2 separate regions of the Rattus norvegicus genome follow, and region 1 is linked to region 2. The links are chromatin contacts, called in public Hi-C maps. All regions are on one chromosome and are shown on one strand. The core of a region is the stretch at or near the end of the contact, and the rest is flanking DNA. Distances in the headings are between cores, read along the strand shown. Region 1 holds the start of Oaz2 (ornithine decarboxylase antizyme 2). Region 2 has its middle 17 kb from the start of Rbpms2.

The links. Hi-C and Micro-C count contacts between places; a contact is called where the count stands out from the background.
Region 1: a Hi-C map of the A7r5 cell line shows a contact between it and region 2, with 2.3 times the contacts expected there. The contact joins the promoter of Oaz2 here to the enhancer-like site in region 2. A contact is called at or near these places in 10 of 12 Hi-C or Micro-C datasets (the A7r5 cell line, Schwann cells, frontal cortex and 5 more) and 1 of 1 datasets of contacts at active chromatin or transcription factors (oligodendrocytes).

Annotation. Positions count from the first base shown.
Region 1 is chr8:75,091,803-75,097,857 of GRCr8, forward strand. Oaz2 (ornithine decarboxylase antizyme 2) reads left to right here and starts at 3,015. Exons shown (of 5, transcript NM_001109899.2): 1 at 3,015-3,201. The coding sequence starts at 3,182. LOC103693122 (a long non-coding RNA gene) reads right to left here and starts at 3,195. Exons shown (of 3, transcript XR_593982.4): 1 at 2,788-3,195; 2 at 1,602-1,690.
Region 2 is chr8:75,028,700-75,034,858 of GRCr8, forward strand. No RefSeq gene overlaps it. Among named protein-coding and RNA genes, the nearest start is that of Rbpms2, 17 kb to the right of the region's middle. Within about 2 kb of position 3,477, at least 7 of the 93 cell types and tissues checked have an H3K27ac peak or open chromatin away from gene starts, as enhancers often do. A contact at or near this core is called in the A7r5 cell line and liver, where this site is marked.

The DNA.
Region 1 (6,055 bases), core at 1,765-4,264, 63 kb after region 2:
CAACCCTGGATACAGCATCTAACTTCATCTGGTAGCTTTGAAATCGAGCAAGTACGTTTCTTGCTATAGATGAGTCAATAAACATTGACAGTAATTCTCTTTACCAAAAAATAAAAATTAAGGTCTGATGGTGGTGGTGCACGCCTTTGATCCCAGAACTCCAGGAGAGAGAGGTAGGTAGATCTCTGAGTTTGAGGCCAGCCTGGGTTACACAGAGAGAGAGAGATCCAGGATAGCCAGGGTGACACAGAGAAACCCTGTCTCAAACAAACAAACAAACAAACAAACAAACAAACAGAGTTGTAAAAAAATTAGTGCTTCAGAACCTTAGCTAGTACAGGGCTTGCCTTGCACGTATCCAGACCTGAGTATGAACCCCTTCCCAACCCCCCCAAAATTAACCCCTCCCCCAAAAATGAGTGCTGGTTTGTTCTAGGTCTAGGAAGATGGGGATTCCAGGGGTTTTGTGGGGGAAGGTGGGGATCCAGCCAGCCTAGCTTACTTGGTGAATTCTAGGTCTCTGTCACTCACTCCATCAACCTAGTAGCTGACACCTGAGGAGTATAGCCTCAGGCTGTCCTCTGGCCTCAGACATTTATACATACACACAGCCCAGATGCACCTGCACACAAGTGAATGTGTATATACACATACATGTGTACATACATGTGTACATACACATACATTCCATCCAACCTCACACAAACCCACAAGAATGCTTAGTAAATGGTTGGCGTCATTGTCATAATGTGCTCTTAGTAATCGTCAACTGATTAACCAGAAAGTGTTCTTTAGGTCACAGGGTAACTTGGTCAAGATGGTCTGTCACAGCCTGAGGCACTCTCTTCTGGGGCAGGAGGGTTGGGCAGGTGGGTGGAGCTAGGTTTAATAGTCCAGTTCCGTTACAACCTGACTTCAACTTGGAAGGATAGGTAGGAATGGCTAAGGGTGACAAGATAGAGGATTTTGCCCCCTTTGAGGAAAGGTTTCTCTGTGTAACCCTGGCTGTCCTGGAACTCACTGTAGACCAGGCCGGTCTGGAAGTCACAGAGAACTGCCTGTCTCTGCTTCCTGAGTGCTGGGATTAAGGGCTCATGCCATTCCTGCCCTGCTGAAGTTTTTGTTGTTGTTGGGGGAAGGGACTTTGAGAGAGTTTCCCCGTGTCTTGGAACTACCGAGAGAGGCTGACCTCAACTCAGAGATCTGTCTGCCTCTGCCTCCCCGGTGCTGAGACTAATGGCAAGCACCACCATGCCCAGCAAGGTGAGCCACTGCCAGAGAGTTCTGAGTATCCGATAACAACCACAGCTATTCTTTTACCGCTTCAACTTTTGTTGAAAGAAAAAAAAAAAAACTTAGTTCGAAAGCCCCATTCTTGCTTCTGTACTATTTCCCTATCCCCATGATCTGAAAACTACAATCTTGTGTGTGTGATAGAATCCTTAGGTCCCAAGGGGTACCATCATTTGGGACTGTGCTGCAATGGAGGTCACTGTGACCGCTGCATTTTGGAGTAATACCAAAGTAAAAAATTACAGTGTTTCAAGTTGTTTCTTCCACTTGCTGCTTTCTCTGCAGTGTCCTTCAGACGGAGTACTTACCTCATATTGTGATGGCCTCTCTCCCTGGCCAGATTGTGACATCCAAGGTAGGTATATTGCCCAGCCCATCGTGGAATATTCCTGGACTCCTGCCCATGCCAGAAGCACATAAGTGAGTACATGTTTATTTACTGAACTTGGACTAAATGAATGGATGATTTGAGGTGACCACTGTGGTCTGAGAGCGCACTACCACCCCCTCCTGCCCCCGTCTGAGATAGGGTCTCGTTGTGTTGCATTGGCTAGACTGGAACGCACTGCATACCACAAGCTGGTGTTTAATTTGCAGAGATCCACCTGTCCCTGCCTCTGGTGCTAGGATAAAGGCTTACACAATGGCTACTGATTGCAGTCTATGCACAGGTTTGACACCAATCTGTGATTAGAGGACCAGTCAAGACAGTGGCAGTGCACTAGGTGCCTTGCATGGTCCATTGAAGTAGCTTGCATTGACTGACTGGAGACAATTGTCGGTAAGTTAGTGAGGAGCCTATAATCTTGACCTACAAAGCTGGCTTCACATGGCAGTGTGCTTGGTCAGTCACTGTTGTGAGGGGCTGACTTGAGATTTTCTCCAAAATGGAGAGATGGTTATTTTCAACCCACAGTGGGGGACCAGCAAGATGGCTGGGGCAATAAAGGTGCTTGCTGTCCATTGACTGATTAATCTGCATTATGAATTGAAGGAAAAGATCTGTGGGATTAGATTCATACTGGAAATGGTACTAATAGTGAATAGTAATTCTTCTATTTCAGATTTTGTTTTGTTTAATGACATAACTCTTCGGGCCATACACAAAGAGCAGCAAGTGCCCAGTGTGGCAAGGCACACTCATATTCCCAGCACTTGGTGGAAAGGTAGGAAGTAAAGGCAGTCATTTTACAGCGAGTTTGATTGAAGCTAGTCTGAGCTACAAAGTCTGTATCAAAAAACAAAGAAAAAGCAGATATGAATGAGGGGAGAGGGTTCAGTGGATAAAAGCACTGGCTGCTCTTCCAGAGGACTTGGGTTCAATTCCCAGCCCCTACATGGCAGCTCACACTGTAACTCCTGTTCCAGGGGATCTGACATCCTCATACAGAGATACATTCTGGCAAAACACCAATGTGTATATAAAATAAACATACATAAATTATTAAGAAAGAACAAAAGCAGAAATAAAGACTGGCTTTGGTCAATCCGAACCTGAGTCCCTGGCATCCAGACCTCCTTCCTGGCTTTCCCCCGGGCTCCCGCCCCTCTTCCCAAGATGATAGCTTGCCCTTGCTACGCCTGCGCCTAAGGCGGGGCGGTGCTTTGCCCTTTGTTGTGGGCCCCAGTTTCCCAGGACACCAAGCGGCGCTGGGTGGGGCTATGCAGATGAGGCGCTTGGGGGCGGGGCGGTTGCGCGGCGGCGGCGGCCGGGGAGGGTCAGTTGGAGGCAGGCGCTCGCTGAGGCAAGAGGAGGGCTCTCGGCCCGCGGCCTGACAGGGACTTAGCCCGCAGAGACCGGCCCGCGCGCGCGACCCCACACCCACCCACTCGTCCACCTACCCACTCCCCGCGCCGCCTCCTCCCACCCTGAGCAGAGCCACCGAGGATGATAAACACCCAGGACAGGTAACGGCCCGGCGCAGGCTCCCCGCCCCCATCCTCCCTCCGCAGCTCCAGAGGCCTTCGCCCCCCCCCCCCTTCCAGCAGCTTGCCCCCAGCCCCCAGGGGCTCGCTTCGTTTCCCCTGTTCCCCCTTCGACATCCCTGCCACCCGAGCTTTGAAATCGGGCCTCCTTCCGTCCTTTAGCCCCCTTCCTCCAGCCCGGCCCATCCCCCTCATCCGGGTTTCCTCCTCGCCCGGAGCCCCCCCCCCCCCCCCAACCTGGACATAGCCTTCCAGTCAGTCGCCCCATTTTCTTAGGAACGGTGCCCAGTTCCCCTTACTGTGGGCTTTCTCCCACAGATTCCCCGAATTGGTTCTTACCTTCTCTAAATCTTACTTACTGCTCCACAAGTCACTTAATTGCTTTAAATCCATTCTCTAGTGAAAACTGCTCCCCAGGCAGACGACTCTCTCTCAGCCCTGCCTGGCTCTTCCCAAAGACAAGATCTGTCTGGCAGTTCTCATCTTGACCCTTTACTCCTCTTCCCACCTCCTTTGGATGTGCAGTTACTCCTTGGTCCCACTTTCTTTCCCCATCCTCCAGGTAGGCCCCATTTTCCTGTCTGGGAACCCCAGACTCTTTATTTCTCGAACACTATGGATTCCATTCCTGCTCTCTACCCTGCTTTCCCAGTGATGTCGCCAACACTCTTCTATACACTCCTACCCTTTAAACACTACAGAGTCTCCGTTGGAAATCATCTTACCTTCTCAACCCCACCCCCTGCCCCCAAATCTTTAAAGTCAGTACATTAGCCCAACTTAGCCTGTCCCCTTTCCTGGGAAGATTTTTAAGTGCTATCCCCATTTCAATTTCACTCCAGTGTCTCCAGAACAGGACCCTGGGCCTTTGGAAGTTACCTACCTCAAGACCCAATCCCCATTTCCCCCAGGATTTGAAATGCACTGTTCTTTTGAAATGGTGTAGGTTTCTTAACTTTCAACCAAAGTAGGCATAAGTCCTTTAGTTCCTTCTCCTCTTTCCACTTCCACAGATATCCTGTGTTTCTGCCCCAGATAGCTGCTCTTCTCCAAAACTATTCCATAATTTTCCCACTTCCCAGGAATTGTGATGCCACTTGCTTTTGTATTATTGTGGCTTCCATTAGCAACTCAGATGTGATTCCTTTCCCTTATCCCTCATGTAGGGATTGTTGCTAAATCCTCCAAAACTTTTTTGAAACCCATTCAGACCCCATCCTAGATCCTTTATCCTCACATTGGACTTTTATGGCCTCTGACCTTGAGCAAACAGATCCATCCCTTAAACTGTTACCATGCCTCCAAAGCTAGATGACTCCCTCCTACAAGTTATCTTTCTTGTGGTTGTTCATATAGGGCCCAGCCACTCAAGGGTCCTCTTGAAGCTTGGGTTTCTTTTTCCCTAAGTGATGTTGATACTTTCTCTTTCCTGCTTGATACTTCTCCATCTTTTCTCCAGCTCTGTTTTCCTCACATTTCAGTGTGTCTTAAATCTAGTACATATTTAAAACAAACACAAACAACAACAACAACAACAACAACAACAACAACAACAACAAAAACAGTTTTCTGTTCTTTCCTAGATTACTCCAAATGGTCTAGGGTAAAGCCTGGTTAGTGGTGTTTTTTAAGCTCTCCAATTCTCAAGTGGAGCCTGGGTTGAAAAGTATTCTCACCCCAAGAAGGCCTTAGCCTTGTTCCCATCACATTCCTGCAGTGTCAGCCCCTCCTCTACTGTCAAGGGAGTTCTTGGTCTTCCTTTGTTCAGAAAGAAACTCTTAGCCTGATAGTGGTGGTGTGCACGCCTTTGATCCTAGCACTCAGGTGGCAGAGGCAGATGGATCTCTTGAGTTCAAGACCGTCTGTTCTGCAAGTTCTATGCCGGCTAGGGAGACACAAAGAAATCCTGTTTTTTTTTTTTTTTTTTTTTTTTAACCCTTCTTTACTGTTACTGCTCCATTTTTGGCCATTTTCTATACCCATTTCATCTTTCCACATAGGAACCTCACTTACTTCCCATTTCCTGGTTTGTTTTGGTTGTGCTTGAGCCAGTAATCATCAAACTACCAAACCTTTTTAGCCTGTAGTCAGTCCCATCCTGCTTTTCCCTTTTCCTTTTCAGAGACTCTCCATGTAGGTCCCCAGAGCATTCCATTCTTTGATTCTATCTTCTTTAACCCAGTCCTTCACAGCTCAGGAGGTGGAGGTGGGTGTATCCTTGGATGATGCAGGATGCAAAAGGTGCTGTTGTGGTCTGGAAGACTGTGTGTGCTGAGGATGGAGGGCAAGGTTGGAGGGTATGTGAGATGGGGTTTTTCTTTGGGGTTGGAAGTGGGGCATTTCAGCAGTCATTCTTAGGAGTCCTTTGGACTAATTGGGTCTAGGTGCCAAGTTCTTTGCAGCTTGAGCCACAGATTTGAGTATTTGAGACCAACACTTACAGGCTTTCACTACCTGAGTGTGAGCTCTCGTAGTCTAATTGTGTGGCACCTAGCCAATGTGCTTACATGTAAAAAGAAGGGGGTTGAGTTAGCTTAACTTGGAAGGTTCTTTCTAGCTGCCTAAGTGGCAAAACAGGCTCACTTGTCTCCAGGGCCCTTGCTTTAGTGTGTTGGTAATTTGAGGGGCTTGGCTGTGTGAGGCAGGTGGAGGGAGGAGTCAGTGGGCCTGCCAGGCCTGGGCAAAAGCTGGTCCTTGGATCAGGCTCATCTCCTTTGGCCTGGGGGTGGGGTGGGGTGTACTGGGTGTCTGGTTTCTTTGCTTTATGGCAATCTTGTTTCCATAGTGTGCTTCCCAGCCTCCTCTGCGGCCCTTAACTTTCTGAAAGGAATCCTGT
Region 2 (6,159 bases), core at 2,227-4,726:
TGCTTCGGCCAAACATTCATGAGTCGGCCTTAGCCTCTCACCTGTGTCCACTTCAGTGAAAATCTCTTTCACGTGTTTGCCCCAGCAAAACACCGTCCAACACAACTGAGTTTCCAAAGAACCCTTAAGCTTCCACTTCAGAGCTGTTTTATTTTTGACAAGATCTCATATAGCATAGGCTGGCCTCAAAATGTAGTGAAGGGTGACCTTGAACTTTCAATTCTTTGGCCTCCACCTCCCCAGTGTGCTACACTTACAGGTGCTCAGTTTATAAGGCAGTGGAGACTGAACTTAGTGCTTGGTGCATGCTTGGCAAGTACTCTTCCAACTGAGCTGCATCTTTGAGATCCAGTGCAGTCCTTCTGTCTTTAGCCCACCAGCCCAGCCATATTCTGATGGAGCCCAGCCTGCCTTCAGAGCCCACAGAGATTTCTCTGATATTTCTAGCTTCCACTGTCTTCCTTTTGACAGGCTGCCCCACACATGACCCTGTGCTTTAGATCCTGAAGCTTTAGAACCTTCTAGGCTTCTCAAAGCCTTACTCAGAACAGTCCACCTCCAGCATCCGGCATCTAGCCTGCTCTCCTGGACTCAATTTCCTCCCCTGTCAGGGGGCAGTAACAGCCTCTCACCTGGGGCCTGGAGATAGACCAGTAGCATTTAAGAGCACTTTCTGTTCTTTCAGAGGATTTGAGCTCAGCTCCCAGCACCCACATCAGGCAGCTCACAACCCCCTGTAAATCTAGCTCCAGAGGACCTGACACCCTCTTCTGGCCTTTGAGAGCACCTCATTCCTGGACACATGTGCTCATGCAACACTCCCCCAACACACGCAGACGCACACGCACACACACATACGCACACACACATATACACACACACACACACACACACACACACACACACAAATAAATCTAAATCTCAAACAGAACAAAACGAAACACTAGAACAATCCAACCTTTCACTTGGAGGACTTTGGGGACTCTTCCCTGAGGAGCTGAGGCATGCTGGGTGCCTTGGCCTGTGGTCCTAGCTGCTCTACTAGAAAGTATAGCTGGGGGTTGGGGATTTAGCTCAGTGGTAGAGCGCTTGCCTAGCAAGCACAAGGCCCTTGGTTCAGGCCCCAGCTCCGAAAAAAAGAAAAAAAAAAGTATAGCTGTCCATTCCATCCCAAGTATTCTTCCCTCACACTGGCTTGGCTCAGGCCCCACTTTTTCCTAGAGAGGCCAGTCCCCTTCTATAGGTGAGAGAGAGGGACAGAGAGACAGACAGACAGAGACATTTCCACCTTCACTCCTTCCATCCTATGAGAATGCAGAACAGGGGGCTCCCGAATACCGTATTAGCAGTACACTAACTGTAGGAACGGCAGAGTCTGTGGTTCTCATGTGAGATTGTTTTTGACCCCCAGAATCATCTTCACTGTCAACTGTAAAAACGCTTGAGTGAGTCAAGCCTCAGAGAAGACTCCCAACTCTAAGTTTTGACACTGTCTTGCCTTGTTTCAGTGACTGACCAAACGGACTCTTAGGACAGCCCCACCCTCAGGGACCAGGGAGGAGACAATGTCAGGAAATACAAGCTATTCCAACTATCAAGAGAGAAGCCAGAACCTCATTGAATCTGAACACTGCTTACAAATGACAAGATATTGGGGCGTCGTGCTTTGAAGCTTCAGTTTCTCCAACAGTAACATAGGGACAGTTTTATCCAAGGACATGAGAGTCAAATGATGCACACAAACTGACTGGCTCAAAGCCTGGCACCTCATCAATGCACACACAAAATGCTAAGACTGGGTACAGTGGTGTAGCCTGTAGTTCCAGCTACTGGACAGGCTTAAGTGGAAGGAGAGTTGAGCCCAGCCTGGGCAACACAGTGAAACCACATACCAAAAAAACAAAACAGGGGTCTGGGGAGTTGGCTTAGCAAGGAAAAGCACATCCTTACAACACACTGATGTGGTATAATCCCAGAATTCCTATGTGAGTTGGGAGGTAGAGACAGAACTATCTCAAAGGTCATAGGCCAAATAGCCTGAAGCACACAGAACAGCAACAGAAACAAGAGAGGCCCTGAGACGCAGCCTTGGCAGTGGAAGGTGACACTATCCTGACCTCCACCATGTAAATAAACATGGGACACAAGTCACTTAGACTTACGGCACACATGTGCCCTCCTGCCATGTAAATAAACAAAAAATGTCATCATAGAAAAGCAGAAATTAGTAGCCATAGTTCTTGGGGTGTTTTGCAATATTACAGATTGAACCCAGGGTGTTAGCCCATGCTAGGCAAACACTCTACTACTGATCTGGACAACTGTTGGGGTGGAGGAGTGTTGGGAAGTCAGACTTGGAGGTGGTTAGCTAGAGGTGGTCAGATGATAAGGTTAAAAACAAAGTCTCAGGCTGGAGGGATGGCTCAGTGGTTAAGAGCACTGACTGCTCTTCCAGAGGTCCTGAGTTCAATTCCCCAGCAACCACATGGTGGCTCACAACCATCTGTAATGGGATCCAATGCCCTCTTCTGGTGTGTCTGAAGACAGTGACAGTGTGCTCACACAGATGAAGTAAATAAACCTTTTTTTTTTTTTTTGGTTCTTTTTTTCGGAGCTGGGGACCGAACCCAGGGCCTTGTGCTTCCTAGGTAAGCGCTCTACCACTGAGCTAAATCCCCAGCCCCAATAAATCTTAAAAAAAAAAAAAAAACCCTACAAAATCTCAAACATGGTACTAAAACAGTCTACGTCTTATAGAGATCTGTTTCCTCCTCTGTCAAATTTAGGGGTTTGATTGAGATAGACATTTCCTCTCCAATTCAGTGAGAACTGTACAAACAAAATGTTTTAAAAGTAACACTTTTCCATTTTATCAAAGAACTTCAAACTTGTTCTGCTTATATTCTAATAGTCGTTTTGTTCTTTTGGGCCTGAAGAATGAACTCAGGGCTGGTCTACTCTAAGAGTTGTCAAGGGTCACAGATGGATTTGGATCTAGAACACAGAACGATGGCTGCATGCGTCTTTCTTTCATTTGCTTTGTGAGGGCCTCACTTCACTACAGAGCCTGGCTGTCTCGAGCTCCCTATGTAGAATAAACTGGCATCAACTTTTCAGGGATTCTCCTGCTCTGCCTCTCCAGGACTGGGTTAGAAGCCTGCACCAGTATGTCTGGCTGAGACTCTTTCTCAGGAGTGCCAGGCAGTCTCTTGAAGGCAGTGACATCATGGAAGCTTAGCTCTGGCTTCTGCCCAGCATCCGGTTCTGTGGGACTATGTGAGGCCCAAGGCTTGGGTCTGGAACTTGTCAGCCTCACCTGTCAGACCTCCTCAGGAGTATGCAGGGGTCTGCTGTTATCACTAGAGACAGCATGGCTGAAGGAGAGTCAAATGTGGTGAGAGCCTAGAGGCCAGCTCGTATGGGCCAAGCATCCCCAGTCTGACTGTCCCCTGTGTGACAAGCACCGGGAAGAATTCAGACTCGTTCTTTCATGCACTTACTCACTTGTCTTAGTATTAATAAATTAAATATTCAGCAGCTGGGTATGCCGGTGCACACTTGTAATCCCAGTAATCAGGAGGTGAGGTAGGAGGTTCAAGGGTTACAAGTAAGTTCCGGGCCTGGGCAGTTTGCAAGTTTGAGACTACCTCGGGCTTTAAAAACAAACAAACAAACAAACAACCCCCCCCAAAACCCAGTAGTAATAACAGTAAAACAAAGCAGAAATGTATTAGAAATAGACCGAGAAATTCAGTACTCTAGAATTGCCTAAGAAGGCCTCTTTTGAGCTGAGAAAGGGGTAGATGGCTATGAAGAACATTCTAGACAGAGGAAAGGGTTTGTTTATTTATTTTTAAAGGCTTATTTATTTATGTATGTGAATACACTGTCACTCTCTTCCGTCACAGAATCAGGCATCAGATCCCATTACAGATGGTTGTGAGCCACCATGTGGTTGCTGGGAATTGAACTCAGCAGTCAGTGCTCTTATTGGCTGAGCCATCTGTCCAGCCCAGGGAAGGTTTTATATAAAGCACTAATAGGATAAGCTTTGGATGTCTGCAGAACTTTAGGACCAGTCAGTGTAAAGTGGTTGTATGGCAAACTCCCTCCTAATAAATGCCAGTTGAGCAAATCGAAAAAACGATCACAGTCAGACATAGTGGCACACATCTATAATCCATCACAGCACTCAGAGGCCAAGGCAGGAAAGTTCCAAGTTCAAGGCTAGCCTGAACTATACAGCAAAACCATTTCTGAAAACAACCAAAACAGCAAACAAAAATGACCATAAAACCCACAAACACCTAAGTACTTCTGCTTCCAGTCTAGATAACTTATATTCCTGTATAAGACACATAAAATACCATCTCCACCTAGAGCATTTAAGAAACCAGGATTCTCTAGAGACTAAAAGCCAGACAAGAAGAAACAGCAACTACTCAGTAGGAAACAAGAATGTAAATTCTATAAATGTTTCACCATGTTGCCTAAACAGTTTCCAGAACTCAGCCTGGGGAGGAGGCACTCTGGGGCAGCCTAGCAAGCCCTCTTCATTGAGAGAGAACTAAAAAGCAGGAATATGTATACGATTGTTCATATTCTATAGTTTAAAAAAATTGGAGCATAGGGGCAGAGCACTGTGTAACATGTGAGGCCTCATATTCAACCTCAGCCTTGAAACACAGAAAAATGACACAAAAGAAAACATTAAATGTAAACTATAGACATGAGCAGCATCTAAATGAAAATTCTACTAGCTGCTCTCACACAGTGATGGAAACTAGCCAGCTGATCACATGAAAACTGTGGTGTACCCACACCTGGTACCCCAGCGTTTGGTAGGTAGAGGCAAAAGAATCAGGAGTTCAAGGTCATCCATAACTTCTTAGGGAGTTCAAGACCAGCCTGGGCTATATGAGATTCTATTTTTAAAAGGTGTGTGTGTCTGTCTGTCTGTACATAGTGCCACATGCCTGTAATCTCATTTCTTAGGAGGATGAGGCCAGAGGATTGCTATAAATTCAAGGCCAGCCAGGTCTATATATGGAACTCCATGTTAGCCAGGGTTAAAAAATAAAAAAAGAGGGGGTTGGGGATTTGGCTCAGTGGTAGAGCGCTTGTCTAGCAAGCGCAAGGCCCTGGGTTTGGTCCCCAGCTCCGAAAAAAAGAAAGAAAAGAATAAAAATAAAAAAAGAAAGTTATAGTATGGTAAGATACCTTTTTTTTAAACATTTATTTATTTATTATGTATATATCACACAGCTTTCTGCCTGCATGTATGCCTACAGGCCAGAAGAGGGCACCAGACCTGATTGTAGATCAGGTTAATTGTAGATGGTTGTAAGCCACCATGTGGTTGCTGGGAATTGAACTCAGGACCTCTGGAAGAGCAGACAGTGCTCTTAACCTCTGAGCCATCTCTCCAGCCCATAAGATACCTCTTAATAACATAGATACAGACATTAAAACCAGTTTCTTTCTTCCCCTTTACATTTTATGTGTTTAGGGTTTCGTTTTTGCTTGCGTGTGTCTGTGGCACAATATGCATGTAGTGTCTACTGAGGCTAGGAGAGGGTATTGGACCCCCTGGGACTGGAGTTACAGATGTTTATGAGCCACTATGTAGGTATTGGAAATTAAACCTGGGTCTTCTGCAAGAAAAATAGGCGGCCTTAACCACAGGGCCCTCTCTCCAGCCCTTTAACCCTTGTTTTCTAGCTGGGTGTGATGGTACATACCTTTGATCTCAGCACTCTGGAGGCAGATTCCTGTGAGTGCAAAGCCAGCTTGGTTCCAGGACAGCTAGGGCTACATAGAAGGCCCTGCCTCCTGTCTCAAAGACAACAAAAACAAACAAGCAAACGCCCCATTCTCCAGATGGACCCCATCTCTGGGTGTGCAGGGTTCTGGAGCGTGATAAAAATAGCACCCGAGTCTCAACGGGGTCTAAGATTCAGCCTCTCATAACAAAGGAGTTAATACCCAGAACACTCCTGCGTCACACACATGTTGACCCCACAGCCTGATGGTAGGCTTTACTGGGACACAGTCATGCCCACTTGTTTTTTGATTACACATGGCTGCTCTCCTACTCTAGTTACAAGGGCTGACTGTAGTAGCCATAACAGACATGTAGTTTTGTGGCTCTCAGAGTCC